6 separate regions of the Mus musculus genome follow, and all the other regions are linked to region 1. A link is a contact called in public promoter capture Hi-C data. All regions are on one chromosome and are shown on one strand. Each heading gives the region's core, a stretch centred on a gene start, on an enhancer-like site or on the middle of the called end of the contact. The rest is flanking DNA. Distances are from core to core; before and after follow the strand shown. Region 1 holds the start of Tnpo1 (transportin 1). Region 2 holds the start of Cenph (centromere protein H). Region 3 holds the start of Gtf2h2 (general transcription factor II H, polypeptide 2). Region 4 holds the start of Smn1 (survival motor neuron 1). Region 5 holds the start of Bdp1 (B double prime 1, subunit of RNA polymerase III transcription initiation factor IIIB). Region 6 holds the start of Mccc2 (methylcrotonoyl-Coenzyme A carboxylase 2 (beta)).

Region 1 (4,966 bases), core at 693-3,192:
AATCCTTCCTCCTTCCAGTTAGCTTTGTTTATTCCCAAAGTAGTATTTAGGTAAATTCTTCTTCATTGCTTGGTGTAGGTCCTACAACAATCCTTAGTTGCTCATCTTTAGTTTTATTTATGTGTATGAGTGCTTTGCTGCCACGCACATCATGGGAATGCCTAGTGTCTGTGGAGGTCAGCAGGGCATTGGACCCCTGGAACTGGAATTATGAACGGTTATGAGCTACCTCATGGTTGGAGACTAAAACCCAGGTCCTCTGCAAAAACAAAGGCTGTTACCCTCTGAACCATTTTCCCAGCCCCTAATCTTATAGATTTTAATGCTATTTTATTTTTTAAATCTCCAGCAATGTAAGATTCAGTTACCACAATCACACAATCATCTGATTTTTACAAGTCTCTACTCTACAATGAAAGCTTTTAAGTATAAAATAAGACCTGTTTACATTTTTCCTTGCAGTAAATTTTTTTGCAGACTCACCAAACTGCTCTGGAGGAAGGTTTACATTAAATTGTTTTTCTTAGGACATATTCCTTCTTAGAAAATTCCTTTCCAAGAACACTACTCTATCTAACTTCTATTAAATCAACATTTAAAAATGTTTATTTTATTTGATAGAGACAAAGTTTCTCTGTGTAGGCCAGGCTGGCCTGGAACTCAGCAATCTGTCTGCCTCTGCCTCTGGAGTGATGGGACTAAAAGTGTGGGCTGCCATGCCTGGCCATATTTTAGTAATTTTAAATATTTTCCCTTTCAATTTTCAGCTTTCTGATGATAAAAACCATCTTTTAGTCTCAAACTTTGAGTTAAGCTAATTGTAACACTAAAAAGTATTACAAGTGAAGATTTTTAAGCTTCTTAATAAATAAGTTGTAAATATTTAGCATTTTTCAAGAATTAGGTACAATAATTTTACCTGTAAAGTGTATGGAGAGCAATCACTGCCTAAACAAGAAGTATGTAACACTAAGGCAGTTGAAAGCACTGATGTGAAGATAATTCTCGCTGGCCACTCACTCAGAAAAAAGGACCACCTTGCTGTGCATATTTAAAATACTCATACGTGGTAAGTTTGTGTAAAAATAACCAGGCAGGGAAGAACGATTCTTCCAAGACCGGGTTTCTCAGTATAGCCCTGGCTGGCCTTGAACTCAGAAGTCTGCCTGACTCTGCCTCCCAAGTGCTGGGATTAAAAGCGTGTGCTACCACTGGGAAGAACAATTCACCTCTCTTCATTACCATTATTGCAACTGGCTTGAAAAGTGCCTACCTCTCCCATTTTAAAACACTTTCAGCTTGAAGTTACAGTACCTCTCTGGTGGTGGCTGTATAAGGAGAGAGGAGAGCTTATTATCTCCAAGCTCAGGGAACTAGCTTTATAGTAGAAACATACCTAGAGATGTAAACCTAATTTTCTAAATCATTTCATTTGGTTTTATATGGTAGTTTCGTGCTACATCAGCACATTTCAGAAGCCCCTGTGTTATCAAGGGGGCCGCCGTCCGCCCACACCCTTCTGCCTTGTCCCAGGAAAGCTGTAACAGTTCGACTGTGGGACGAGCGGCCTGGTGGGTGTCGCCGGGCTCTGGGCTCGGCGGTCTCCCGGGGGGGACACGAGTGCACTCCGGGCACGCACGTCACCTGCCGCCGGAAGGGCCGTGCATCTGGGCGTTCACACTCAACGGGCTGGGCAGCGGAGGCCGCGACTGAGCCCCAGGCTGGCTTGTGGGGGCTGCAGTGGGCGCGAGGGGGTGTGAGGCGGGCACGGGGCCGAGGCGTCGACCCCGGGACCCCGCTTGGTGAAAACCGCTGGGGCGCGCCGCCCGCCCGCCCGCCTTCCCGACGCAGGCCAGCAGGCCCAGGCCGCAGTTTTCCCAGCCCCGTCGCCGTTGCCAAGGCGACCGCCGCCGAAGATTCCCGCGCCGGGCTCCGCCCCCCGGCCAATCGGACCGGCGCTCGCCGGAGCCCGGATTCTCTTTGTTCCGCAGCCATTTCAGGCCCCGGACGGGAGGCAGCGCCGCTTCGGCAGAAAGGCCCGAGCGCCGGAGGCCTCTGGGATGGTGTGGGACCGGGTAGGTTGGCGTGAGGGTGCGTGGCCAGGGCGGAGGCGGGTGGGAAGCGGCCCGAGCGAGCTCCGACCGGCCGCCGCGCCGAGGGGACCGCGCTCCGCTGTCCGCCCTCTCGGACGGGGCCTGGCCGTTTGGAGCCCGCCGGCGACGGCGCGGTTCTAAGCCCAACAGCTGCGGTCCCGGGCGCCCTGCGGGTCCCGGACAGGGCAGGCGGCGCCCCAGGAGCGGGAGGTCGGTCCTGGGGGTGGCGGGAGGCTGGCGGGCCGAGCCGCTGCGATGCCCGTCAGGCCGCACGGTGCGAGGGCCCGAGGTCGCCGGTCTTTGTCCCGGAGCCTCGCACACTCCGGTTTCTGCAGCCAGCTGATCCGTCTCCCCCGAGGGCCTGCTGGCCTCGCGACCTGTGAACATAATTTTAATGTTTGTAACTACGGGTTTTGCTTAGGTTTGTGGGTTTTGCACGTCTGCCTCTGTCTGCCCACGCCACGGGGAAGGGCCGCCGAGGAACAGACCCGCCACCACAATCAAACTGGCTTTAGAAAGGCTTTCTTCCTCTTAGAAATGATCTCGCGGGGCTTAATTTTTTTTAATCACGTGGGGTTTGCAGGGATTGTTTACAGTTTCACTTTGTTACGCCAGTCGCGAATCAGCTGTTAACTGTAGAAACGAAGTCAGAGGCTGTCCACTAGTTGGGGAGATTGTATTAAGAAGCTTAGTATGTCCTGTTCGAAAAACAGTGATGGCTTCAATGAGTACGTAAGCAATGCTTTTCCCCCCTAAAGAGAAGACGCTCCTTAAATGCAAAATATTCGGTGAAATCAGTATTTGGAACTGACCTGTCTGTCTGCAATGTGCACGCTCAGACGTGTTCATCTTTAGGATACCAAAAGTACCTGCTGGGTTTTGAGTTTCCCTATCGAAACTTTCACTTAAGTGTGGTAAGAAAGTGTGCTAATGAAGTAAGTGGATGGTTTGTAGTTGGTGAGAAGTGATCCTTGTTACTGTCCTGTAACCCTCCGTCCTGGTTCTAGAGAATGGCTGGTCTATGTGGAAATTTGCAAGTGCAAAGGAAAAATACTACTTTAGAGGTGGCCGATTTATTTTAAACTCCTTGACACTTGCCGTGTGTGGGTGAATAGTGGTTTGGCAATTCAGCTTTTACTTGAGTCCGTGTACACCTACTGCACTGTGAGTGGTTCGTCTTCCCTTTCTGAAGAGGGCCTCGGCCTTCCATTAGCCATGTGCTTTTCCATCCTGCCCTGGCCAGAAATTACTGAATTCCTCCCACTGAAAGACCTATAGAAAATATTTTTGTATTTCTCCCTCCATTCCTAAAAGCCTTTTTGCCATTATATAATAGCAACAGGATAGAATTTTATCTTAAAAAAAAAAAAAGATCCTAGCTGTGCCTTTTTGCCATTATATAATAGCAACAGGATAGAATTTTATCTTAAAAAAAAAAAAGATCCTAGCTGTGACTATTTCCAGTATCAATAATTGTTATAGTCATTGTTTTATGACTATTTTTTTTTACTTATGTTAAAGTGATTGTGTGCATTCAGTTTTCTTAAATTGTGTTGAAATGTGAACATGTGCTATATTTAGAGGAATTTCTTGTGTTTGTTAGCCATATTGGCAAGCTTTTTTTTTTGAAAAGAAATCAGGTTCTAAGGAAGCCAAGTCAAGTTCCACATGAAGTAAATGTAACCAGAATAAATGAAAGAGAGGAAGGTGACAGCATGCGGACTGCCTTTGGAGGCAGAGGCAGGCAGATCTCTGAGTTCCAGGACAGCCAGGGCTCCACTGAGAAACTCTGTCTCCAAAAACAAACAAACCAGGAAAGAAAGAAAAGAATGTGGTATAAGATGCCAAAGATTTGGCCCTCCCCACCCCCCCCAAATGCTTACGTGCAGAGATTGAGAGAGCTGAACTAGAGTGTAACTGGTGATTTCAGAATCACGGAGGACAGTGCACCTTCCAAAAGGAAACTTCTCACAAGATGAGGTCCTGCTTGGCTAGTGTTAGTAAGGCTCTAGCAGGTTAGAGGAGTGTATTCACTGTTGGACAGAGGTTTGTGAGAGTGGGTGGACTGTGGTTAGTCAGGTAGAGGTTAGGAAGGGAGGTTCTCAAAGCCTTTGTGTGGTTCTGACACATCTATCCTAGGCACTGTTCTTAGAAGGACTGTAGTTGGTGTGATGAGTAGAGTATTCGCTTTCAAGCATCTTCATGCACAAATGAAACAAGAAACGAGGATGGAGATTTGTCTTCAAAAAAAAAATTTTTTTTTTTTTTGAGACAGGGTTTCTCTGTAGTCTTGGCTGTCCTGGAACTCACTCCGTAGACCAGGCTGGCCTCGAACTCAGAAACCCACCTGCCTCTGCCTCCCAAGTGCTGAGATTAAAGGTGTGCGCCACCACACCCAGCTCACATCTTATTTCTAAAAGGCAGTCAGTGGCAGTGGAACTATTTGAATTTAGTACAGAAAGGAGACAGGTGGCTCTCAGTGTGAGGGGTTTGAATCATCGGTGTCCTTCTAATGGCTTAGGTTATGATACAAGGTAGGCTTGTCCTGCATGTGGATGGGCAATCTAAGCCAGGCCCTTTGTAATTGTCAGTGTAACGTGAAACAGGTTACATCATCTCGGTTGTGTTCTGAGAACTGAGTTCACTTAGGAAGCTCTCAGAACCAGGCCCACATGGAGTCGATGCTCCACAAATCACTAATGTTCTCGTCATCATCGTTTTCAGTGTTTTTTATAACTATGAGAAATAAACTTAAAATTGCCAATTTCAGGATGGTACAGTAATTTATCTAAGCCCTTCAGTGTATTTTCTACAAATGTGTATATTTACACAGTTGAGATTTTATTGCATAAGTAATTTTCTGCTTGCATTTT
Region 2 (4,966 bases), core at 1,115-3,614, 1.8 Mb before region 1:
GTTTTTCGAGACAGGGTTTCTCTGTAGCCCTGGCTGTCCTGGAGCTCACTCTGTAGACCAGGCTGGCCTCAAACTCAGAAGTCCACCTGCCTCTGCCTCCTGAGTGCTGGGATTAAAGGCGTGCGCCACCACGCCCAGCACTTAGAAACCTCTTGTTGGGCCTTCACTGTATAATCCTGAGGGTCCTTACCCTCGTGCTGGGGTTTTCACTTTAAAAATCAACTACTTTTTTGATTTTTGATAATTTCCCTTTATCTTTCTTCAACCCACCCTCACCTGGAATTCTGAAGTTCATGGCCTTTGGCTTTTATTGTTGTGCATATGTTCATAAACATATAACCTGCTCAGTAGTGGTCCTTGTATGTATATAACTTCAGCACTGCCCACTGTAGTTGTCCTGATTGGGCCCCATGACTTTCCCCTTCTGTGTTAGCATCACCCTTGCTGAAGGTTGATTTAGGCTTGTTTAGTGTTGAAACTTCATGGGTGTAGCTTCCCTGACATTGAGGAGACAGAATTTCAAGCAGTCTTTCTAGTCCCCTGGCGCCTAATATCTGTGCCTCCTCTCCAGTGTTCTTCAGTGCAGGCGTTGTTGATAACATGAGCTGGGCTGGGGCAGGGCTTGTTCTGCATTTGATTGTGGTTTTCTGTGGACATAAAGATAAACATTCCGAATTGGGTGCTTGTGTGAGCTGCCTCTCCAGGTGGCCTGGACCTCAATCCTTCTTCTCCCTCCTAAATGCTGGAATGTTTTACTCTTCCTGCCTCTGCTTTGCTTCTGTGATACGGAGATGGTGCTAGGGATTCTAATTCAGGCCTCTCACGTGATTTTGTAACAACTTGACATATACTTAACAGCTGGTGAGGTGGCTCAGCAGATAATGCTGACTGCTCTTCCTGAAAGTCCTGAGTTCGAATCTCAGCACCCACATGGTGGCTCACAACCACCTGTAATGAGGTCTGACACCTTCTGGTTCGACTGAAGATCTGGTTCAACTGAAGACAGCTACAGTGTACTTATTTATAATAGTAAATCTTTGGGGCTGGAGCAAGCAGGGACTGAGTGAGGGGTGGGGGCTGACTGGAGTGAGCAGAGGTCCTAAACTGATTTCCCAACAACCAGATGAAGGCTCACAACTATCTGTACAGCTACGGTGTACTCATATACATAAATAAATGAATCTTTAAAAAGACAAATGGCAGCTGTAGTACTTTGATAACAGGACTGTGTTAACAATAAGCATGGTATGATCAACTTGGACAAAAGCTATGAAGGACCACAGCCCTCCCCTTCAAAGAGCTGCTGTTTTGTTTGTTCTGCAAGGACTTATCCCTCAAGTGACCACGCAAGGCTCATGTACAGCATTTTCGCCTCTCAACGTCAAGGCTCAAGTGTCAAGTCAGCGACACTGGGGGCACCCAATTCTCAACGTGATTTCTAATCCCAACCCTCTGACAGGATCTTGACATGTTCTCTGTCTCATACTCACTGTGTATCCTAGGCTGGCCTCGAACTCATCACATTTTTGCCCAACCTCCTGCTCTAGGATTGCAGATACCCTTTCCAGTTTCTGATAGAATTTTCACTGATAGTCGGATGGAGTACCCGTGCCAGGAACTGAAAGGGCGTGTTAGTGGCATGGTAAAGTCTGGAGAGCATGTGCCAGCACTGCCTCCTGGTTGAGGCATTCATTTCTCCACTAAACTAAAGGTATGGCCCTCAGGAGTTATAATAGGGACCCCAGATCTGTTCTCGGAACAGCAAGAAAGCCTTTCAATATAATATTGCAGGTTCACAGTACTTGGAGGATTGATAGTCCAAGATCGGCTTTGGCTGCATGAGACCCTTTCTCAAAGTGAGAGTAGAAGCTAGAGAGATGATTCAGCGGTTAAGAGCACTGGCTCTTTGGAGGACCCAGGCTCGATTCCTAACCCCCACATCAAGTGGCTTACAACTGCGTGTAACTCCAGTTCTGGAGGGAATTTGATGCAGGGCAAACCCATTCTCCAAACCCTGACCTGGAGTGTAATAATAGGGGCAATAATAGCGCCAGCCAGGACGACTGTTGACATCTGTTTAAGCACTAAGTTTTACCCCTCCGGGCCACGCTAAAGATACAGTTTAAGTTATATCCTAAGTTTTCTCAAGACACTAGGCATGCTAGGTAAGAGTTCTACCACTGAGCCCCGTCTCCATCTATCCCTACCCACAGGCTTCGATGGCCTGTGTTGGTGAAAGTCTTAGCTAGAGGAATAGAATCAATTGTGGAAAGAAGCCTCAGAAAAGGAACGCAGCACGGTAACCACGGCAACCCGCTGCAAGGGGAGAAGCAGAAGGAGGGACTCAGGGCGGAAGGGGCGGGACCCTTCCGGAAGGGTAGGAACTTCCGGAAACCAATTTCGTGGCGGGAAGAACTGCTGGGTTATTTTCTGTGGCGTTCAAACCTGCGGGCCTTTGCAATGGAGGAGCAGCCGCGGGAGAGGTCTGAGGCCGGGGCTGAGGCCTGCGAAGAGAAGCGGGGTCTGTCGCAGGCCGCGGAGGAGCGTATCGAGGACCGTATCAGCCTGCTGCTCAGGTGCTCCCGGCGGGCATCCGCCCCCACTCGGGAGGCTCAGGGTTCCTATTCAGGTTCCCTGGCTGATTTAGGGCTCCGAAGCTTGCGGCACCATCAGTTTCACCGCTTTAGGCCTGTCAGTGGGGAAGAGAGCCGCAAAAGATGCCCTCCGCGCAGAGAGGCTAGTGGGCTGGGGTGGGACATTCTGCAGGAGGACGTGGCGCTGTGCCCGTCTTGAGCCAGGCTTGCGACCCGGCCTCCGGTGCTGTCTTGCCACTGTGGTCCGGGCTGGCTGAGCAGTACCTACCGCCAAGTTACAGGACACAGTCCACCTTGAGGACCAAGACCCTTTGCTGACCAGAAGCTTCGGTTGTTTATCGTCCTACCAGGACGATGATGCTCCCCAGTCAGCAGTTTTTAGAGAAAATTTGGCGGCCAGAAACTTTAGTCTAAGGCCTGGACCAAGTTTATCCTACTGCCTATGGTGAACTCTTCAAGCTAAGAAAAGCAGCGTCTGGTGTATGCGTAGCAAGAGCCATACAGCTCAACTACAGCATAGTTTTTCCGTATTTAAATAGAGATAGGAGCCAAACATTTTGTAATGCATGAAATCTAAATGTTAGTGTTCATACAGCTTATTGGGACACAGGTTTCTGGTACAGGGTCAGAGTTACATAGTTAAAACAGGCTATATGACTGCCAAGTCCTAAATTATTTGCTGTGTGGTTCTTTGCAGAAAAAAAAATTTAACAGGTTTTTTGCAGACCTTTAAAATGCATAACAAAGGGTTGGAGAGTTGGCTCAGTGGTTAAAGAACTTGGACTGCTCTTCCAGAGGTCACATGGTGGCTCACAACCATCTGCAGTGGGGTCTGATACCCTCTTCTGGTGTGTCTGAAGAAAGCAATGGTGTACTCATATACATAAAATAAATACATCTAAAAATTTTTTTAAAACTCATAACAGACTTGTTTTGAATTTTTGAGACAGGGTCTTGCTGTGAAACACTGGCAGCCTATAGCTGGGTGGCGGTGGCGCACGCCTTTAATCCCAGCATTTGGGAGGCAGAGGCTCGGATTTCTGAGTTCGAGGCCAGCCTGGTCTACAGAGTGAGTTCCAGGACAACCAGGTCAACACAGAGAAACCCTGCCTCAAAAAAACAAAACAAAACGAAACGAAACAAAAGGAAAGGCAAACACTGGCAGGCTATAACCTTGAACTTGTAGTAATCTTTTGTTTTTGCCTTCAGGTGCTAGAATTATAATCATTAAGGACCATACCTAGTCATATACAGATATGTCTGTTGTAAACACGACAGCTGAAGAACAAACTATTTTTTGAGCTTATCAGTACTCTTAGTTCTACCGTAATCTGTAATAATTTGTCAGTGATAGGGATGGTTTTTGGCAGTAGTAATGATTGAGCCTGGGGCTCAAGCATCTTTTGTTTTTGTTTTTGTTTGTTTGTTTTTCAAGACAGGGTTTCTCTGTGTAGCCCTGGCTGTCCTGGAACTCACTTTGTAAACCAGGCTGGCCTCCAACCTAGAAATTTGCCTGCCTCTGCCTCCCGAGTGCTGGGATTAAAGGCGTGCGCCACCACGTCCAGCAAGGGGCTCAAGCATCTTAGGCAAGCACTCTAAGACTGAGTGCCTTTTTTTTTTTTAAAGATATATATATATGCGCGCATACACACACACACACACACACACACACACTGTAGCTGTCTTCAGACATACCAGAATACCAGAAGAGGGAATCGGATCTAATTACGAATGGTTGTGAGCCACCATGTGGTTGCTGGGAATTGAACTCAGGACCTCTGAAAGAGAAGTCTGTGCTCTTAACTGCTGAGCCATCTCTCCAGCCTGACTGAGGGCTTTTTGACACAGCATCTAACAGCCCCTTTTTACTTTATCTTGAGTTTGAATTTGCTAAGTTGTCAAGACTGGTTTTGAACTTACTATGAAGTACTGGCAGGTCTTCACTGACATTTCTATCTTCCTACCTCAGCCTTCCAATGACCTGCATGGCTAGCCAGAGCCGAGTGTTAAGTTGTTGTTTTCATTTGGAATTGTGTCGTTTAAAGAACTTGATAACCAGAATAGTAGTGGTGCACCTCTTTAATCCCAGCACTTAGGCAGAGGCAGGAGGATTTCTGAGTTCAAGGCCAGCCTGGTCTACAAAGTGAGTTCCCAGGACAGTCAGGGCTACACAGAGAAACCCTGTCTGGATATATTTTTGAAGCTGGATAGGGGAGGTGCATGGCTTTAACCCCAGCACTCAGGAGGCAGGAGTAGAAAGATATATCTATGAGTTTGAGGCCAGCCCTGGTCTACAGAGTGAGTTCTAGATCAGCCAGGGCTACACAGAAAAATCCTATTTCAAATAAAAACAAGTATTTTCATTATTCTTA
Region 3 (4,966 bases), core at 1,042-3,541, 1.6 Mb before region 1:
AAGTCCTGAGTTTAATTCCCAGCAACCACATGGTGGATCCATAATGGGATCTAATGCTCTCTTCTGGCATGCAGGTGTACATGCAGATAGAGTATGCATAACTAATTTTTTTTTTTTCGAGACAGGGTTTCTCTGTGTAGCCCTGGCTGTCCTGGAACTCACTTTGTAGACCAGGCTGGCCTCGAACTCAGAAACCCGCCTGCCTCTGCCTCCCGAGTGGTGGGATTAAAGGCACACGCCACCACACCACCTGCTTAACTAGGTCTTTTTTAAAATTTTTATTTAATGTCTGTGTGCTCTGCTGCATATACATCCGCCTGCCTGAAGAGGGCGTCCGATCCCACTACAGATGGTTGTGAGCCACCATGTGGTTGCTGGGAATTGAACTCAGGATCTCTGGAAGAGCAGCCAGTGCTTTTAATCACGGAGCTATCTCACCAGCCCTAATTAAATCTTTTTTAACCCTAACAGAGGCTAAGGTTGGCAAATCTCTGTGAGTTCAAGGCCAGTCTAATTTACAGAGCTAGTTCTAGGATTGCCAGGACTACACAAAGAAACCCCGTGTACACCAAACAAAAAACAAAACAAAAAAGTATTGGGTTGTTAAGGCTCACTTTCTTGCAGCCTTTCAAATTAAACGCTTTTTGTATTTCAGTTACACTACCCAAGCTGTTCCCAGATTTTCTAACTTCATTGTGCCAGCCAGCTATGGACACACACACACCACACTCAGGGAGGGAGAGGGAAAGAGAGAGGAATAGAGAGGGACTTACACGAGGTCTTATAATACAGCCCAGGCCAGTCTTGGGCTTGTAATCCTGCTTCAATCTCCCTAGTTCTGGTATAATCGGTATGTACCACCACACCCAGGTTTTATTCAATTCTTTCTTTACGGTTGTTCTTAGTTTCACAGCTTGAAAAGGTATTTCACTAGGTAAGATAATTTTATTGTTACTTTATATGTGATTGGAATATTAGTCATAGTTATACTGAGACTACCATGATTTCTGTGCACATTTTGTTTTGCTTTGGTACCCTGTTAACAAAGTTTTAATAAAAACCCCCTGTTCCAGCAGTCCTAGCAGACTTGTCTGGCCACGCGTCTCAGTTTGCCAAAGAGACACGTAATGATGAATGACAGAGAAAAGGGTTTTATTAAGGTGGCCATGATGAGAAAAACAGATAAAGGGGTTTGCATATACCAAGTCTGTCTTCGAGGGGCTGAGATGAACTTTGACATTTTATAGAAAAGGGAAATGGGAGGGGCTTGTGGTGTGCATAGATGACAGAGCCTGTGGTCTGGTCAGGTGATCTGGTCAAGGCATGGGTCTGATCACTTATGCCAACAAAGGCCTTGTTTCGCAAGGGTTTCTGGAGACCTTGCTAGTGATGTCATTACTCCGAGGCAGACTGTTTATGGCGAGGTAGTTACCCCAGCGCCAGCTTTCAGCCTCCCCACCATACGTAGTTGCCCTCATGTGGGAGGTGATCTGTCCTGCCAGGCTTGCTCTTTGCTTGGGAGTAGTCTCGGTTCCACGTCATAAGGATGTTTACAGATCAGTCTTGCCATTCCTTGTGTTCAAGAGAACTACAGAAGAGAGTGAGTGACTTAGCAGGAAAATTGTTTTTTAAAAAAAAAAGTCAGAGAATGGTGCCCTTCGTCTTCCTAGCTCAGTCTTAGTTTCTAAGACTATTTTACAGAGCCAAAGTTATGAGTGGGAAAAGTTCGAATGTGTCTTACTTCTATTCACAAATATGCTTAGATGTATTTTTATTTTATTGGGGGAATCCTCTTATTTTTGGGTTAAAGAGCATGCTTGGCGCTCGTGGGGGTGGGGCGGCAGGTGGGGCTATGGCTATGCAGTTAAGAGCACTTGTTGCTATTCCAGAGGGTCCGGATTTGATTTCCATCATCCACATGGCAGATAGCAAACATCTGTAACTTCAGTTCCAGGGGATCAGATGCCATCTTCCGTCCCCTGCCCCAACTAGGCACGAACATGGTGCACAGACATGCACGCAGGCAAAAACATCCAGATACTAAACAAAACCCAACAAAACAAAACCCACGGACAAAAAAAAACCTCCCTAAACGCATGTATAACGTATCCAGAACTTGTAGTTTTAGCTGTTTGGTCTATAGAAATGCACCCCACAGCAGAAATATTGGTGAACTGGAAGGCAGTTACGCTCTTGGGCACCACTTGCTCCCTAGCTCCCTCTTCTGGCAGCAGCTGCCCTCTGCCGCCGGAACATTTTTTTTTTCCCGTGGCTCCAGCGCGCTGCGGAAGAATTTTGGCGGCGCACTCAGACTGCCGGTACTTCCGGTGAGGGTCGTCTCGTCGAGGCTGGTGGGTCTACGCGAGGAGACCTGCGGGGTCCTGAGGCTGTGGAGGGCTGGAGTGAGGCGGACAGGAGAAGAAGCCTGGAGCTGAGGACCGAGGTGCAAAGCCCGGGTTGGCCTCGGGGGGGACCTGGAGGGCGGAGGGGGTGGGGGCGTGTGCAGGGAGCGCGGCAGCTTCCGCCTGAGGAAAGTTCTCGCTGCAGGGCTGCCGTTTGCCGTGAGTCTGTGTGGCCCGAAGCGAGTTTGCAGCCCCGAGCTGTCCCTCTCTGAACACGGGGGACAGTAAATCACCCTTGACCTCGGGCCAGGCAGGGTAAGGCGAGGCAGAGCCTCCGCAGTGGCCATGCGCGCTGCGGCTCGCGGGTGCACGCGAGGAGCTCACCGTGAGCATCTCCCGGGGCGGCTGGGTGTGATGACGGAAAGTCTAAGAAACGGGTGATCTGGCTGCGGCGTGGGGACTTCTAACTTCTCCCCGGTTGGATTCTCCATCATAAAGAGGCCCCGTATACCCAGCCAAAAAGTGTGCGGCGTTTACTCGTTGCTTCTCATTTTCTCTGAATTTAAGAGAGTAATAGAAGAGTAAAATATAAAGCAAATGTTGATGCGGTGGAGCAACATTTAAAAAGCTTAAAAGTAATATTATGCGAACTGTGTGTGCACACGCACACACGTGTGCTGGGATCACAGGTGTATTCCACTCTGCTCATCCTGAACAGAAATTTTATTTATTTTTAATTAATTAATTAATTAATTTGGAGATGGTTTCTCTGTGTAGTGTTGGCAGTCCTGGAACTCACTTTGTAGACTAGGGTGGCCTTGAACTTTAGAGATCTGCCTGCTTCTGCCTTCCGAGTGCTGGGACTAAAGGTGTGCTCCACCACAGCCAGGCTCATAGTTTTGTTATTTTTTAAAATTATTATTTTTTTTTTATTTACAGTTCCAATGTTATCCCCTTTCCTGGTTTCCCCTCCGAAAACCCCCTATTTCCTACCCCTTCCCCTGTTCACCAACCCACCCACTCCTGCTTCCTGGCCCTGACATTCCCCTATACTGGGGCTTAGAGTCTTCACACGACCAAGGGCCTCTCCTCCCATTGATGACAAACTAGGCCATCCTATGCAGCTAGAGCCATGAGTCCCACCATGTGTACTCTTTGGTTGGTGGTTTAGTCCCTGGGAGCTCTGGGGGTACTGGTTAGTTCATATTGTTGTTCCTCCTAGGGGGCTTGCACACCCCTTCAGCTCCTTGGGTACTTTCTCTAGCTCCTTCATTGAGGACCCTGTGCTCTGTCCAATGGATGGCTGTGAGCATCCACTTCTGTATTTGGCAGGCACTGGCAGAGCCTCTCAGGAGGCAGCTATATCAGGCTCCTGTCAGCAAGCTCTTGTTGGCATCTGCAATAGTATCTTGGTTTGGTGACTGTATATGGGATGGATCCCCAGGTGGGGCAGTTTCTGGATGGTCATTCCTTCAGTCTCTGCTCCGAACTTTGTCTCTTTAACTCCTCCCATGGGTATTTTGTTCCCTCTTCTAAGGGCTCATCCTTTTAATTTTTTTACTTTTTTGGTTTTCGAGACAGAGTTTCTCTGTGTAACAGAGCCCTGGTTGTCCTAGACTCTGTTAGTAGACCAGACTGGGCTCGAGATCCACCTGCCTCTGCCCTCCTGTTTCTGAGTAAAAAAGCCAGTCCTGCTTCTACAGATACCTGTCTTTTATCTTTTATTTCCGAGTCACCTCCCATCAGTTCCACCATGTCCAGGCAGAACTTTACTTTTATGTTCACAGTGGTGTTTGAGGGGCTTGAGTCTCATTGTGTAGCCCAGTCTGGGCTTGAAGAGGGAAGGGTGCATCAGCATGAGAGGCTCAGGGAATAACGTTCTGGCTTTAGTTCCCTGTCTGCGGTTTCAGATAGGAACTGTCTGGGCTGACAGCTATTCTTGCACATGGAGGATAGGATGCTGAGTAAGCATTTGCCAGTCTGAGGTATTTTTACCTTTTAAAGACAAACGATCAAGTTTTCTGAGGCAAATGATGACTCCGTGGGAAATATACAGAATTTAATTAATAACGTTATATTGTAGCAGGTTTCATAAAAAGCCCCTTAGGACTAGTCTCTAATCTTCTGACTTTTTTTTTTTCTTTGAGAGAGGGTTACTTTGTGTGTAGCCTTGGCTGTCCCGGAACTTGCTCTGGAGCTCACTCTAGAGCTCGCTCTGTAGACCATGCTGGCTTGTGCCACCACTGCCCAACTGAGAATTTTGTATTTTCATAGAATAGTTACTGAATACACTGCAAGAATAAAATGACCTTGCATTCTGATATTTTAAACTTTGTCCCTAACTGTTAAGTAATTAGGTTAATTGGTGATCTATTTTTTTTTTTTTTTTACAGAGTTGAATAAGCATATATATCATTATAAGCACCATGGATGAAGAACCTGAGAGAACCAAGCGGTGGGAAGGAGGCTATGAGAGAACCTGGTAAGTTAGATGTAATTGGCCGTGCTGTAGATACTGTCTCTTTCTCTTTAACTTCAGTTTTATTAAAGTGTGTTTCATGTGTATTAAAATTCAATATATCTCAGTTGACAACCCAGTGAAATTCTTTTGAAAAATATTTACT
Region 4 (4,966 bases), core at 826-3,325, 1.2 Mb before region 1:
TCTGGCTGTGCCTTTTGGCTTATCTGGAGTTTCACAAATGTCACCGTTCTTTAGAGCATGCTATGAAAACAGTAAATAAATAAATAAATAAATAAATAAGATCTATGTGTCATGGAGGGATATATTTTTAAAAAGTCACTACTTTCTAACATAACAGGTCCCACCACCTAAGAAAGCCTCAATGTGCTCAAGTTTATTTTTCTTCTCTCTCTTTCTTTACAAAATGTATGACCTGAGGAAATAAGGAAAAAAATGATTAACCATTTCATACCTTAAAGGAAGCCACAGCTTTATCATAAGCTTTTATCAATGCTGTATCATCCCAAATGTCAGAATCATCACTCTGAAGAGGGAGAAAAAATAAAAAATAAGTTATAGATAGATGTGCTTAATAAAAAACAGATAATAGGAAGTACTGGGGAAGTAGCTCAAAGTCCCTAGATCAACCCCCAGCAATGCCTACAGCCCAGACACTCAGAGTGTGTGTTACAGGCAGATACATTTCTAGAAAGTCACCACGCACGAACACAGAGATCCTAGCACCTAAGAAAGCCTCAATGTACTCAGTAGAAGCAGAGGACTGCCAAGGCAAAACTGGTCTGGGCTATAGTGGGTTCCCAGACAGCATAGACTACAACATAAAACTCTATCCCAACAAACAAACAAGCACACCAACAAACAAAAACAAAACCATGAACTACAAATTAAAATGGCTCATATCTATAATCTACAATCCCAATATCCCGGAGCTGGAGACAGTAGGGTTGCCAAGAGCTCCAGGCCAGTCTAGCATATTGAATTCCAGGCCAATTTAGGTTATGGAATGTGTCCCTGATTCAAATGGGGGCGGGAGGGGGGGCTGAGACGGGGCAATCTCCTTGAGTTTGATGCCAGCCTGGCTTACATGGAGAGTTCCAAGTCTCCTAAGGCTACCCTGTGAGACCTGTCTCAAAACAACAAAACAGCAACAAGAAAGAAGCTGCAATCAATAAGATTACCCCTGAGATTGTAAACATGACCCATCACCCTGGGCATGAAGAAGTTACCACGATGACAAATTAGCACAGGAACCTTGTGGTTTTAAGGAGAGAACCAGACCGCCAGGGCTCCCCTGAGGACAAAGGGCAAAGCTTTATTCAGAATAGGAATTGCTGGGCTGTCCCCCAAAGAAGGAAATGCAGCACTGCCCAAAGCTGCCCAGAATTCTCTTCTCCCACCCCAAGCCCCAAGCAGAAATCAGTTGCCATACCATAAGACGACCGAGGTCCTAATGTTTTAAACTTCGTTAGATGGAGTATGTTGTTTCCCAGGCTAGACTCAACTTCACATTCCTGCCTCAGGAGCTGGGACTGATCACATGCACAGTCCACCAACTTGGCTCTGATTTGCCCTCGTACTTACCAGTGTTTATCTTACTTCTACAGTCTCCCTGTAATTTAGGCTGGTCCGGAATTCACGCTGTAACCGAGGATCTTGAACTCCCGACCCTCCGGCCCCCATCTCCCAAGTGTTTGTGCATGTAATTATGCGTGCACCACCAACCCTGCCTCGGATCTGCTGTCGTATACATTTGAATGCAATGCAGTCAATAGCAACTTTCAACTACTCCGGGCAACTTTAGTTATCCCTCTCTCTCAAACTTTATCAACTGTTGTTTGCAACACTTGGTCTTTCCGGTTACAAAACTGGATCCAGAAAACCAGCATTTTAGTCTAAAGTCCCTGTGAACATCTTCATCCTGACCTAAATCTGGAGCTTTCCAATGGCTCCTATCTGGTTGCCTTGCTTCAGCCAGCCTGTCCCCGTTCCTGCACATCCCCTCACAGTCACACAGGACCAAAGCGTGGCTCACAGCCTCGCCGGCGCCCGAGCTGCACCAGGAGCCGCCTGCGGATGTGGCCCGAGCTCGCACCGCCTCGGTCTCGGGCAGCGCTCCGAGTGCTAGCGCCGAGCCGCGACCTCACCTGGCCGGTGCCACGCCGGAACAGCACCGTATCTTCCTGCTCGGAGCCCGCTCCGCCACTGCCCATCGCCATGGCCTGCTACCACGGACGCTGCCGGGCTCACTCAATGACGACTTCCGTCATGGGGCTTCTGGGACCGGAAGAGTACGGTGGCCCGGAGGCAGCCAGAGACCTCCTACACGCTTCCAACTCACTCCTCCCACATCTGTCTTTTCTCTTTCTCCCCTCCACCTGTCTTCTAGTTCTTTTTTTTTTTTTTAACCTTTCCCTCTGTTTTCTTCCAATTTATTTTCCTCCCTCCAGCCCTTTTCTTTTCATTTTTCAAGTCAGCCTCGCTATATAGCCTAGGCTGGCCTTTGCTACCTCAGCTTCCCGAGTTTGGGATGAACCTTCACAATAAGGGCATCCTGTGTTTGCTGGTTCTTGATGCACACACCAATTATTAGACGATGGGTTGGTATCGGGCCTTTTGCAGTGTTAGGTGTCTGTTTTGTAATGGGCCCAAGGTTGAGGTAAGGGGAGTCGACCATTTCCTTCATCTGGCATATCTGGTAAATTCCTGAGTCTGATTTTCCTGATAGAATTTCGATATCCCATGTGCCACCATAGTTTTGATTTATCCCAATAAATTTACAGATTGACTCAGGAATAAGCCACCTATCAGCCTGTAGAAAACAAACAAAAAACTAGATAAGTCCTGGCAGATGGTGCTATTTCTGGTGTACCCAGAGGTTTCAGTCACCTCCCTCAAGATGGAGTCAGAAGCTGCTTGTAGGGTGGAGTTTCCAGAGGCAAGCAGGTATGAGTTGGGGCCAGCCTGGTCTACATACGAAGTTCCAGGCCAGTCAGAGGTTTGCAGCGAGCCCCTGTCTCAAACTATGATGGACTCTCCCAGGGCAGGGCACAGCCTGGCAAAACCCACTGTTTTCTACAATTTAGGGGATCTTGGAATAGGGCATAGACAATAGGGCATCCCAAAAGCGCCCAGTGAGATTTGTGGGTTCTTGTGTTCCAGGATTTAACAAAATAAAATTGGACCAGGGGCACACTGATAGTGATGTGGGTGTAGATCGTTTGTTAAGAGAATGTTCCCAGCTGCGGACATGGACAGAGTATCTGGGAAACACATCCTACTGAGCTGGTAAAAGGCAGAGTGCCTTAGCTAAATTAGGGGATATTTACCCAACAGAACACTGAAACAATGTCTCAAAACCACAAAAACCTGCAATTTAAAAAAATGAGGAGGCGGTGACATCTTCGGCTCCAGAAAACCGGCCACCTTCCTGGCCAAAGCAACACAGCTTCTGGGAAAGATCCTGTTTTGGGCCTTCATCTTCAGCCAGGAGGAGGTCCAAACACCAGATAACTGTGCACCTTCCCTAAAAGAGGAGAGCTTGCCTGCAGAGACTGCTCTGACCACTGAAACTCAGAGGAGAGAGCTAGTCTCCCACGTCTGCTAGTAGAGGGTAACAAAATCAACAGAGGAACAATCTCTAAACAAAGACAACTATAACAACTAACTCCAGAGATAGCCAGATGGCGAAAGGTAAACGTAAGAATCCTACTAACAGGAACCAAGACCACTCACCATCATCAGAACCCAGCACTCCCACTTCGCCCAGTCCAGGGCATCCTAACACACCTGAAAAGGTAGACCTGGATTTAAAAGCATTTCACATGATGATGGTAGAGGACATAAAGAAGGAATTTAATAACTCACTTAAAGAAATACAGGAGAACACTGCTAAAGAGTTACAAGTCCTTAAAGAAAAACAGGAAAACACAACCAAACAGGTAGAAGTCCTTATAGAAAAACCGGAAAACACATCCAAACAGGTGATAGAAATGAACAAAACCATACTAGACCTAAAAAGGGAAGTAGACACAATAAAGAAAACCCAAAGTGAGGCAACGCTGAAGATAGAAACCCTAGGAAAGAAATCTGGAACCATAGATGCCAGCATCAGCAACAGAATACAAGAGATGGAAGAGAGAATCTCAGGTGCAGAAGATTCCATAGAGAACATCGGCACAACAATCAAAGAAAATGGAAAATGCAAAAAGATCTTAACTCAAAACATCCAGGAAATCCAGGACACAATGAGAAGACCAAACCTACGGATAATAGGAGTGGATGAGAATGAAGATTTTCAACTCAAAGGACCAGCAAACATCTTCAACAAAATTATTGAAGAAAACTTCCCAAATCTAAAGAAAGAGATGACCATGAACATACAAGAAGCCTACAGAACTCCAAATAGACTGGACCAGAAAAGAAATTCCTCCCGACACATAATAATCAGAACATCAAATGCACTAAATAAAGATAGAATACTAAAAGCAGTAAGGGAAAAAGGTCAAGTAACATATAAAGGCAACCCTATCAGAATTACACTAGATTTTTCACCAGAGACAATGAAAGCCAGAAGAGCCTGGACAGATGTTATACAGACACTAAGAGAACACAAATTCCAGCCCAGACTACTATACCCAGCCAAACTCTCAATTACCATAGATGGAGAAACCAAAGTATTCCACGACAAAACTAAATTCACCCATTATCTCTCCACGAATCCAGCCCTTCAAAGGATAATAACAGAAAAAAACCAATACAAGGACGGGAACCACGCCCTAGAAAAAACAAGAAGATAATCCCTCAACAAAACTAAAAGAAGACAGCCACAAGAACAGAACACCAACTTTAACAACAAAAATAACAGGAAGCAACAATTACTTTTCCTTAATATCTCTTAATATCAATGGTCTCAACTCCCCAATAAAAAGACATAGACTAACAGACTGGCTACACAAACAAGACCCAACATTCTGCTGCTTACAGGAAACCCATCTCAGGGAAAAAGACAGACACTACCTCAGAGTGAAAGGCTGGAAAACAATTTTCCAAGCAAATGGTCTGAAGAAACAAGCTGGAGTAGCCATTTTAATATCTGATAAAATCGACTTCCAACCCAAAGTTATCAAAAAGGACAAGGAGGGACACT
Region 5 (4,966 bases), core at 1,698-4,197, 1.2 Mb before region 1:
ATTTGAGAGACTGGGAAGAGGAGCGTGCCATGATCTCTTTCTCAGCATGCTTGTTACTCATATGTATTAAGACTGGTAAACTTTGTAAGTCAATTATGTATCATAACACTTTGCTGAAATTACTGAAAATTTCTATATTTTTTCTAGTCAAATTTTGGGAACATTGGGTATAAGATAATATAATCTTCAATTGAAAATAAAAAAATATATGTATAAAATCTATTTTATATGTATAGGTGTTTTGACTGAATGTATATCTGAAATTATGTTTTCTGAGTTCTCAAGTTACAAGGATGTACACCATGCACACAGAGTACATTGAGAGTTTCTGCCAGAGGACCAGGAGTGTGCCTTTCATTTCAGAGGAAGAGGCAGATAGGTCTTGGTGAATTCCTAGTCTACACACCAAGCAGAGTTCCAGGACAGCCAAGGCTGCTTAATGAGATCTTGACTCTGTCTTCAGAGATCCTGAAGGACATGGCAAACGCTGGAGAAAACTAGACTATTGTTTGCTTGGGTTTTTTTTTTTTTTAGTGTGTGTGTGTGTGTGTGTGTGTGTGTTGGCTCCCCTGGAGCTGGACTGAGAGGCATTTGTGAACTAGCTGCCATGGTCACTGGGATGCAAATTCTGGTCCTCATGATGGAATGCAAGTGCTTAACTGCTGAACCATGTCACCAGCCTCCAAATTGTAGAATTTTAAAATTACTGGTGACACTAACAACTTACTTCACAAACTTGTGTAACACCTGTCTTGTGATGTATTTAAGTAAAAGTAAAAGTTACTTTGTTGCAAGAGCTGGAGAGATGACTCAGCAGTAAGGAGCAATTGTTATTCAGCACCTACAGAGTGGCTCACAACCATCTATAACATCAGTACAGGGGAATCTGATGCTGTCTTCTCATCGTCCTAAGGCCCCCACTGCCAGGCACGTGCATGGTGCACATGCATGCATGTAAACTTACTCATACATATAAAAATAAATACATCTATAAAACACAATAAAATGTTCATAAAATAAATTTTTTGCTTTATGCCTTTACGAGTAGGGAATTAAATCTTAATCATTTTGATTTCCTTATCTACAAAGTTGTGACATCTTGGATTTTTAGGTAGAACACAGGATTATGAAAAGGCCTTGCATAAGAGCTTGCTGTAGAAAGCTGTATGTCCCAGCAGTGACTACAAGATTCTTTGAGGTATCTTTAGCATGGTATTATTTCTCAAATACTTATTTATTAATGAAGTCTTGATCTGTAACTTTAGCTGGCTTGGAACTAGCTATTTAGAACAGGCTGTTTTCAAACTCATGTAGTTCCCCTGTCTCAGCCTTGGCCTCTGGAGTGATGAAATTACAAGCATGTGCTATTATTACTCCTGGCATTTTGAGATGTCGTGAGCATCTACATCTATTTGATGCTCAGTACTAAACTGCACTCCCACCTTCTTCAGGTTTCCTGTGTTTGTTCTCTCTCTCTCTCTCTCTCTCTCTCTCTCTCTCTCTCTCTCTCTCTCTTCTGAAAAGGTTTCATGTAGCAGAGGCTGGTTTGCAATCTGATACCTATTTTCCTTGTCAAGTTGCCCTACTGCCAGTACCGCAGGACTCTTCCATCACCCTTGAAATCTCATCATATTTAATATATTCTTGTTGATCTTGTTCATTTATTTTGTATTTTCTCCTCTGTAACATACAATGTCTTATTTATTGCTCCGTTGATATCTCTGGAAGCAATAAATTTTGCAACATTCGTGTGCAAAATGTGGAGTATAATCATTTTTGACAGTTTTTATTTTAAAGTGTACAAAAGCCCATATAGTGGATGTCCTGTGAAGTGTTTCATGGCTTCTCTTTGCGATTTCCTCACACAGAATTTCAACCTTTTTTTTTACTCAATTAAAAATTTCTTGGCGGAGGTTGGGGGTTGGACAGATGGCTCAGTAGATCCATTTCCTGCTCTTCCAGTAGGTCCTAGTTTTGGTTCCCAGCACCAGCATCAGGAGTCTGATAACTACCTGTAACTTTTCAGTCTCCCGCAAACTCGCTCTCTCCATACTCATAGTTAAAACTTTTTTTTTTCCTAGCAGGGTATGGTAGCCTATACATACCTGTAATCTCAACATTGAGCCCGTGCAGGCAGGAGGATCAAGAGTTGAAGGGCAGCCTTAGCTATAAGAGGCCCTGTCTCAAAAACCCTAAAACAAACAGGTTCTATGCTCTGGGGATGCACTGGTGCTAAGGCACTACTCTCATACTATTTTATCTTATTGTAATTTTGAGGTAAGTCTTGTCAGATAGTCCAGGGCTCGGAACTTGTGACCTCTTTATTTCGGTTTCTCCAGTGCTGGGATTGCAGGCACGCACCACCATGCTCTGCATTCTTGCACACTTTGACTCTTCTCGAAAACTCCTTAATAGTTCATAAAAGATTCAGTTAAGTAGGTTGGGGATGGACGTTCCATGGCAGTGTGCATGCCGAGAATGCAGGGTTTGTGAGGGATCCTGGGTTCAAACCCTAGCACCACTGGCGAGAAATTAAAAGTTTGAGCCGGGCAGGCAGGGGTGGCGCACGCTTTTAATCCCAGCACTTGGGAGGCAGAGGTAGGCAGATTTCTGAGTTCGAGGCCAGCCTGGTCGACAGAGTGAGTTCCAGGACAGCCAGGGCTACACAGAGAAACCCTGTCTCGAAACGGCCCCCCCCCCAAAAAAAAAAAAAAAAAAGTTTGACCTGGAGGATTCAGCTGCTTCCGCTCTCTCTTTTCAACAACTCCCAAGGTCTTACAAAGGAAAGAATATCTGTCTTCGAATCAAAAAAAAAAAAAAAAAAAAAAATCTCTGGTTTACAGGTAACCGAAGCTACAGAGCGTTGCAGTTGCTATGGCTCCCGGCGCCCGGAGTCTGACGTCATCGTCGGCGCCGAATGATTACGCATTGCTTCCGGCGCCTTTCGCGAGCCGGGACGCGGGGAGGAGAAACTTAGCTTTTAGTGTGGCAGGGTCATGAAGAGGAGGCGGTGGCGGGAGAGCGGAGGAGGCGGAGGGGGCGCAAAACTGCGGTAGCCAGCGCTGGACTGGTGGTTGTGGACGTGTGGGAGGGTGAGAGTGTCAGCCTGCGGGCAGCGGCCGGGGCTCTGGGCTGAGCGCGGCCGCGGAGCCGCCGCTCTCGGCCCCCTGGCTCCGCCATGTTCCGCAGGGCACGCCTTAGCGTGAAGCCAAATGTCAGGCCTGGTGTAGGGACCAGGGGCTCCGCCGCTCCCAATCCCCAGCGTGGACCAGAGGCTCCCAGGCCTCCGGAGCCTGCCACCGAGTCAGCTCCGAAGCCAGCGGAGCCCACAGATGTGCCTGCAGTGGATTCCGGGGGAGCAGAACCCCAGGAACAGGCTCCCGGGAGCAGGTAAGGTCTTCTATCAAGCTGAGCTGTTGGATTTTTACCACGGAGCACCTCTCCTGCAACAAGCTTTTGATTTGAGCTGGATGAAACCACTTCTAGTTGTAGTTTTATTCCGTGATCTGAGGGTGCGACTACTATGACTCTGTCACGATCTTAAGATTCCCGAGGAGACAGTGTCTTGCCTTATCTTACAGAGATGGGAATCCAGGCTTAAGGATTTTGAAGTCAAGAATGTAGACGCACCATCACTTGGAAATTTAATTAATTGTCCTGGAGTACTTTACACTGAAAGCACTTTGGGATTTTCATTTTGTGGATATTTATTTTTGAAAGGAGAGCACCAGTGCTGATTTTTTTTCCTCCCTCCACGCGGTGATGCGGTTGAACCCAAGGCCTCATGGAGTGTTAGGTAAACGCCCTGCCCCTGAGTCAAAGGGAAGAGGCTTAGGTTACTTATTTTGGTTCGAGTGCATACTTCTTTATTGTAACTACGTTTCCTGAATCAAGACGCCTGGCTTTAGTGACAAATACCACATTTGAATTTAGGACGCTCCTACTTAGCTTAGCAAGTTTAAGTAGGTTGTTCTCAGAGAAAATTTGTTCCTGGTGTCAAGTTAGTACCTCCTTTAGGACAATATTGTGAGATCAGATAGGATTACATAAACTGCCTTACATGCCACATGGTAGAATAGTTCCCCCAAATTTACTAAAAAAAAAAATTTGATTACTTTCAAAAAAAGGTGATGAGACCGAGTATGGTGTCACAACTTTAGTCCTAGCAATAGGGAGGCAGAGGCCACCCTGCTTTAGGACAGTCAGCCCCATAGTGAGAACCCGTCTCAAAAAACAAAACAGTGGAGAAAGGTGATGGTACAAATTAAATATGTGACGGGTTAATATGGTGACTGTAGTGTTTTATAATATACAGAGGAAAAAGCCAGTAAGTAATCACATTAAGTGACAGGGAGATGGTACAATTTATGTTTGCATAGTAACAGCATTTCTTCTGTTAATCAGAGTTTGTGCTGTGTGTTATTTTGGCATTCCAATTATGCACCATGATTTCAACATTTTTTTTTTTAAACTTGGATCTGTTTGAAAATTTTCTGCTTAGAATAGAAATACCAGTATTGGTCACTGCTCCAAATTTGGAAAATTTTGTTAACTATATAGGAAGGCATAATGATTGATATTTTATAAATTCCCATAGGCCATAGTCCTGAGACATGCTTGAGAATATTTTAGTTGACAATTAGAGTACATCATATACTATGCATATAAACTATATGTGTGAATGTGTATATACATACACACATATAGTTTGTCTGTTTGGGGGGGACAAGATTTAACTATGTAGCTTTGACTTGCTGGAAGTCTCTTACCTCCTGAGTGCTGGCATTAAAAGCATGAGCCACCAGGCCCACCAAGTTTTTTGTTGTTGTTTTTAAGGTAGAGTTTCATCTAGCTCAGGTTGACCTAGAACTCTCCATGCATGAAAAGACACCTTTAAGTTTCTCATCCACCTGCTTTACCTTCTGAATGCTGAGATTACAGATATGTGCCATCATGCCTGGTGTAT
Region 6 (4,966 bases), core at 1,806-4,305, 1.1 Mb before region 1:
CTCAAAAGTATGCATCTATTTCATGTGACTAATGTCACAAAATCATGGAGGTAATTCACATTGCTATATAAATGCCTTTTTGTTAGTTTTTAAAATGTCATGTTCTGTAAAGTTTGTTTGTTTGTTTTTGTAAATGTTACTTGGGTTAGATCACCGAGACTAAACTATTATTTATCCCTGTATAATATTTATTTTTTTAACCTCTGTCTCATTTATCTGTAATAAACTGATTTTATGGAAGATGTAATTTATTGTATAAAGACTACAGGGGCATTTGTTGTATAGAGAATCATGTCGGTCAACAAATTGTCCTGCTGCCACTGGACAAACCGGTGCTAGGAAGAGAAATACAATCAGTGTGCTTAGCTTTAAGGTGGGAAGATTTGTGATGGTGGAAAGATGTTGCAAGGAATTTGTTATAGAAATCTTCAAGGAGATGTATGAAAGGGCTTTACCTTCTCTTGACTGTTTTCCTCTGATCAATTACATCTTAGCAGGTGGCCCAGGCAAGACATAGATGCAAATATTAATACCCAGTGTTTACCACCATTATTCAAATGCAAGTGACCATGTTTAATATCTTGCTTGAAGTTTTTGACAAAGAAGCAATATCTTGTCATTTGTAAATTTTCTTGTTCTAAAGAAAGCAGTAATGTTCTGTAGATAAAAATTATGTAAATAAAAGTTATTTTATACCATTCTTGTTTTGTCCTTTTCAAACAACAAAGGCATTAATGATGCTAATGTTCAGTTAATTGGTTTCTGTTTTCAATTATCGTCTATACTTTATAAAAATATAGTATTGCCAGATATGGTGGCACAAGCCTGTAATCCCAGAATCTACATGCAAAGGCAGGAGGAGTGAATTGAGGGTAGTGAACCCCTGTCTCCAAAGAAAAAAGAAAGGAGAGAATGAGGGAGGGGGGAGAGAGGAAGGAGAGAGAGAGACATCCATAGTATAGCTGGAAGAATTCTTGATGCTTATGAAGGGGTTCTATGTTTGAAGTTTTGTTTCCTTTCATCCTTTAATGAATTTTTATATATAACAATGCAAGATAGTTTGTTCCTTCCTCCCCTACACACAAGCTTTGTTTTCTATATAAGGAAAGAAATTGAAGCTTTAGTCTCAGGAATAAAAAAAACAATTTTGACTTCTCTCCTCAGCTACGTGTCTCTATGCTCTTAAGCCACCCTCTCACAAGCATGGGTCAGGTGATGTGGGCAGTTTGTAAAAGACCTCAGCTGTAAGGGCCTTTTTCCTGGCCTCTGGGCAACTGCACTCAGGTGCATATGTGTGTACAGTCCCTCGGGCATACACATCATTACAAGTACACTTTAACACCCTAACACTTCAATCCCAAGTATTCAGCCTAGCCTACAAACATGGGCACCATTACACAGACTCAGCAGCCCGCGTCGTGTAGTTATTCCCACCCGTGTATATATTTAAGGAATAAGCCATGAATTTGAGAGGCACCTGGATAGCAGTGGGAACTCTCGGGACCGGTAGGAGGGTCAAAGGTAAACAGTTTTAACTAAGTGAAAAGCAGAGGAAACATTTTGGGCACTTTTGCTTAGTCCACACTGCCTGCACACTCACTGTGTAGCCCGGGCTAAGGTTGAGCTGCTGATCCTCTTAATTGACCTTTTGAGTGCTGGAGTTGCTAGGAAATTATTTTCTTTTAGCCTCGTTGCCAGGAATAAATGTTTCGTTCAGCTCAAATGCTCTGCTTTGGTTTGTTTTCTTTTACATTTCTTGGATGCCATGTGAATCTTTAAGTTATTTTCCACATTACAAGATCTTATTTGGGGTCGGCTTGTAGCAAGATAGAATGCTTATGTCATGGTGAACTCACTTTGATTTGACTTAGGCCTTCGTTTTTCTTAGATTTTAAAAAAGCTGGCCATTTCTGGAGCTAGGGAGGGCTCAGTGGGTAAAAGCACTGGGTTGAGCAGGGGCAGAAGGATCAGAGGTTTCTAGCTGCACACCTCGCTGCAAGTTCAGTGAGAGACTTGGTTTCAAAGGAATAAGGCAGAGTAATGGCTTGATACTGACATTCTCCAGCTTCCATGTGTCCATGTGTGCTTCTGTACACACACCGTACCCACGTCTGTACACACAAAGTGCCACTCCTTCTAAATTAGCACCATTTAATATAGTAGGCATGTTTCACCTACTCTCTCTCTCCTCTGTGTGCATGTGCGCGCGCGCACACACACACACACCTAGAGCCTTTTGCATTCTAGGCAAGCGTTCTACCACTCAGCCCAACACTATTTGTATGATGACATTGTCTTCAAGATTCATGTTAAAACAGTTGGTTTCAGACAATGTCTCATTTTGTTGCCCACCCTAGCCTCTAAATTCTTCACTTAGTAGTCTGTGGACTCTTCACTTAGTAAGCTACAGAAACTTTGACAAGCCTTCTATCAATTGGTTTACCATAGTTTTCTGTGGGTCGGGCTTCTTTCTTGAAGCTGCAGAGTGGTAGAGTCTATGGTCCCCAAGGGAGACAGAGCGACCAAGCCTGGCTCCCATCTTAGTTATGTGTTTCTACCCAATCTGGCTTTTATTCGGGTGCTATTCTCCTACAGCATCTTTCCTCCTAGGGCACAGCCGACCCTCTCCTTAGCCTGTTCATCTTTCTGATGCTCCTGGCGCTTTTACTTTGCTCATGCTGTAGTAACACGTAAGCATTCAATAAAGTGTGCGAGTCAAAACAAAACAAAACAACACTAAGGCACTTCGCAGAGTGTTTTTAATCCTTATTGGTGTGAAGATCCCAGTACTGATGTCTACAATCTGTCACATTCTAAAAATGATCAGGTGTGCTGAAGCTCTGCAGTACATGGGCTAGAGGCGGGTGCATGCTTGTGACAAACGCTTCGGCAGGACAGCAGCCACTTATCTGTTCGCTCTACTCGGCCCAGTGTTCCTGGGCTCGCGATGGAACCTGGACTCGCGCAGCTGCTCTTCTGCGCCTCATTGGCGGAGTAGAGAGGCGTGGCGCGCAGCGCCGACCAATTGGAGGTGGTCTGCGATGGCACGTGTGCGGGGCTGGCCTGGGAGCTGATGGACCAGGGCTGGTGCTGCAAGGACTCTGGAGGAGCAGCCCCCAGGAGCTGCAGAACCGAGCTGCAGGGCCGCTCTCTTTCTCTTTTGGGTGTTTGCCATCGCCATGTGGGGCGCGCTGAGGTCAGCTCTGCGACCGTGCTGTCGGGCTGCTGTACCCCCGCAGCGTGCCTATCACGGGGACTCAGTGGCCCGACTGGGCACCCAGCCTGACTCGGCCTCCTCCACCTACCAGGTAGGTTGAGCGAGCGTCCTGGAGGCCTGTTCGCCTTCCTGCCCCGGAGTCATCGGAGGCCAGAGGGTGGGCATGCTTGGATCTCTGCTGTTCTTTCCTTTGCAGCTTCAGGCGTCATTCTGGGACTCAGTAGGGTCCTGTGAAGTTTGCAGAAGGAAGTCGTTCCAGTGAGATTTTAGTTCACTTTTAGGACTGGTACTGGCATTTTGTGTCACTCAAATCAGTGGTTCTCAAAACCCCACAAAGCATTGTCGCTTGGACAACTTACAAATGCCCGAGACCGGTTTGGCAACTTTGTAATCACGAAGTTGTGGTCCTCGTGTTTGCATGGCTGGGTATATTCTTTAGCGGTCTTGTGGCAGCCACCTTTAGGAACTACCATAGCACGATAGTTTACACTCTTCCGCTTAATAGTTATATTAACAATACACAGCTCACAATGTCTTTACATAGCTTTTCTTGGGACTGAGTGGCTTCCCCTGGCCAAAGAAGCAACTCATAATTTGTGAAGTATCAAAGCTGGAACATTTAAATCTGTTTCATGGCCTCTACAGATAACGTCTGAATTATTCATAGAACCAGCAGTTATTTGCCAGGGAAGAAGTTAACTTAGTTAAGCACTAAGTTGTTTGTGCGGTATTTTAAGTATTTGGCCTGGATGTGTAGGAATGAAAGTCATTTGGGGCTGGGAAACGTTAACTAGAAATCAGATAGCTGTGCGGCTGTGTGGTAAGAGGTGTCCTAGCCCTGAAGGGCTGAAGGCACCTAGAGCACACAGAGCAGAAGCAGGTGGATCTTTGTGAGGTTCGGTCCACCTTGATCAACAAAGCCAGTTCCTGGACAGCCAAAGTTACAAAATAACTTCTCAAAAAAACTACCACCACCACTACAACAAAATACAACTACTATATACTAATTGTACAAAGTAATAAATACACTTCACTATATGTACATACATGACTCTCTTATCTCCTCTCCACTCTTTTGCTGTCTCCTTTTCTCTTTCCAAGTAGTCCTTATACTTTCATGTCCCTAAATTGTACATCTAACCTAGATTCTGCATGTGAGAGAAAATGTGGTATTTGTTTCCCTGCCTCCCTACTGTGATGATCTCTAGTTCCAACCATTTCCTTGAACATAGCTATTTTATTATTTTTAGGACTATCTTGTTTAGTTTTGACAGTTTCATACAGAAATACAGTGTATCTTTTTGTCTGTTTTGAGGCAGGGATTTTTATTTTCCTGAGTAGCCCTGGCTGTCCTGGCTTTGTAGATCAGCTCTGTAGACCAAGCTGAGCATGGTCATCACCTGCCTCTGCTTCTGTGGTTTAAGGCGTGTGCTACCACGCCCAGCTGGTGTATCTCGATGTTATCTGTTCCCAGTTCCCCTTCCCAGTCTCCCTAGACACTTCCCAATGTGTCCCTCCCTCCCACCTACCTTCCCATATCCTTCTAATACCTTTTAATACCACCTTAAAAACTAGCTGAGTCCTATTGTTGCTAATTGCTACAATGTTGACTGATCGTTGGCTTGGTCTTGTGCGGGTCTTGTTTAGGTAGCCACAACTGCAGTGAATTCATGAGCACAATAGCTATGTCACATCCAGAGGACAGCTCTCCTCCCCAGCCTTTGGCTCTTCCAGTATTTCCACTCCCTC

Evidence for each region. Promoter capture Hi-C pulls out the DNA fragments that hold promoters and counts their contacts.
Region 2: a promoter capture Hi-C map of pre-B cells shows a contact between it and region 1. The contact joins the promoter of Cenph here to the promoter of Tnpo1 in region 1.
Region 3: a contact with region 1 is called in a promoter capture Hi-C map of pre-B cells, with 2.4 times the contacts expected there. The contact joins the promoter of Gtf2h2 here to the promoter of Tnpo1 in region 1. A contact is called at or near these places in 2 of 39 promoter capture datasets (cranial neural crest and pre-B cells).
Region 4: a contact with region 1 is called in a promoter capture Hi-C map of pre-B cells. The contact joins the promoter of Smn1 here to the promoter of Tnpo1 in region 1. A contact is called at or near these places in 1 of 39 promoter capture datasets (pre-B cells) and 1 of 9 other capture datasets (liver).
Region 5: a contact with region 1 is called in a promoter capture Hi-C map of pre-B cells. The contact joins the promoter of Bdp1 here to the promoter of Tnpo1 in region 1. A contact is called at or near these places in 6 of 39 promoter capture datasets (the C10 cell line, HPC-7-derived erythroid cells, cranial neural crest and 2 more), 1 of 115 datasets of contacts at active chromatin or transcription factors (astrocytes) and 1 of 9 other capture datasets (adipose tissue).
Region 6: a promoter capture Hi-C map of pre-B cells shows a contact between it and region 1. The contact joins the promoter of Mccc2 here to the promoter of Tnpo1 in region 1. A contact is called at or near these places in 10 of 39 promoter capture datasets (the 3T3-L1 cell line, the HPC-7 cell line, cranial neural crest and 6 more) and 2 of 115 datasets of contacts at active chromatin or transcription factors (embryonic forebrain and large pre-B cells).

The regions. Positions count from the first base shown.
Region 1 is chr13:98,923,360-98,928,325 of GRCm38.p6, reverse strand. It overlaps Tnpo1 (transportin 1), which reads left to right and starts at 1,942. Exons shown (of 24, transcript NM_178716.3): 1 at 1,942-2,075. The coding sequence starts at 2,061. Gm52051 (translation initiation factor IF-2-like) reads right to left here and starts at 3,914. Exons shown (of 2, transcript XR_003950643.1): 1 at 920-3,914.
Region 2 is chr13:100,773,297-100,778,262 of GRCm38.p6, reverse strand. It overlaps Cenph (centromere protein H), which reads left to right and starts at 2,364. Exons shown (of 9, transcript NM_021886.2): 1 at 2,364-2,576. The coding sequence starts at 2,461.
Region 3 is chr13:100,489,934-100,494,899 of GRCm38.p6, reverse strand. It overlaps Gtf2h2 (general transcription factor II H, polypeptide 2), which reads left to right and starts at 2,291. Exons shown (of 16, transcript NM_022011.4): 1 at 2,291-2,443; 2 at 4,736-4,824. The coding sequence starts at 4,769.
Region 4 is chr13:100,121,964-100,126,929 of GRCm38.p6, reverse strand. It overlaps Smn1 (survival motor neuron 1), which reads right to left and starts at 2,075. Exons shown (of 9, transcript NM_011420.2): 1 at 1,965-2,075; 2 at 272-343; 3 at 1-60. The coding sequence starts at 2,036.
Region 5 is chr13:100,102,051-100,107,016 of GRCm38.p6, reverse strand. Bdp1 (B double prime 1, subunit of RNA polymerase III transcription initiation factor IIIB) reads left to right here and starts at 2,947. Exons shown (of 39, transcript NM_001081061.1): 1 at 2,947-3,390. The coding sequence starts at 3,179.
Region 6 is chr13:100,013,728-100,018,693 of GRCm38.p6, reverse strand. Mccc2 (methylcrotonoyl-Coenzyme A carboxylase 2 (beta)) reads left to right here and starts at 3,055. Exons shown (of 17, transcript NM_030026.2): 1 at 3,055-3,308. The coding sequence starts at 3,180. Bdp1 (B double prime 1, subunit of RNA polymerase III transcription initiation factor IIIB) reads left to right here. Exons shown (of 39, transcript NM_001081061.1): 39 at 1-700.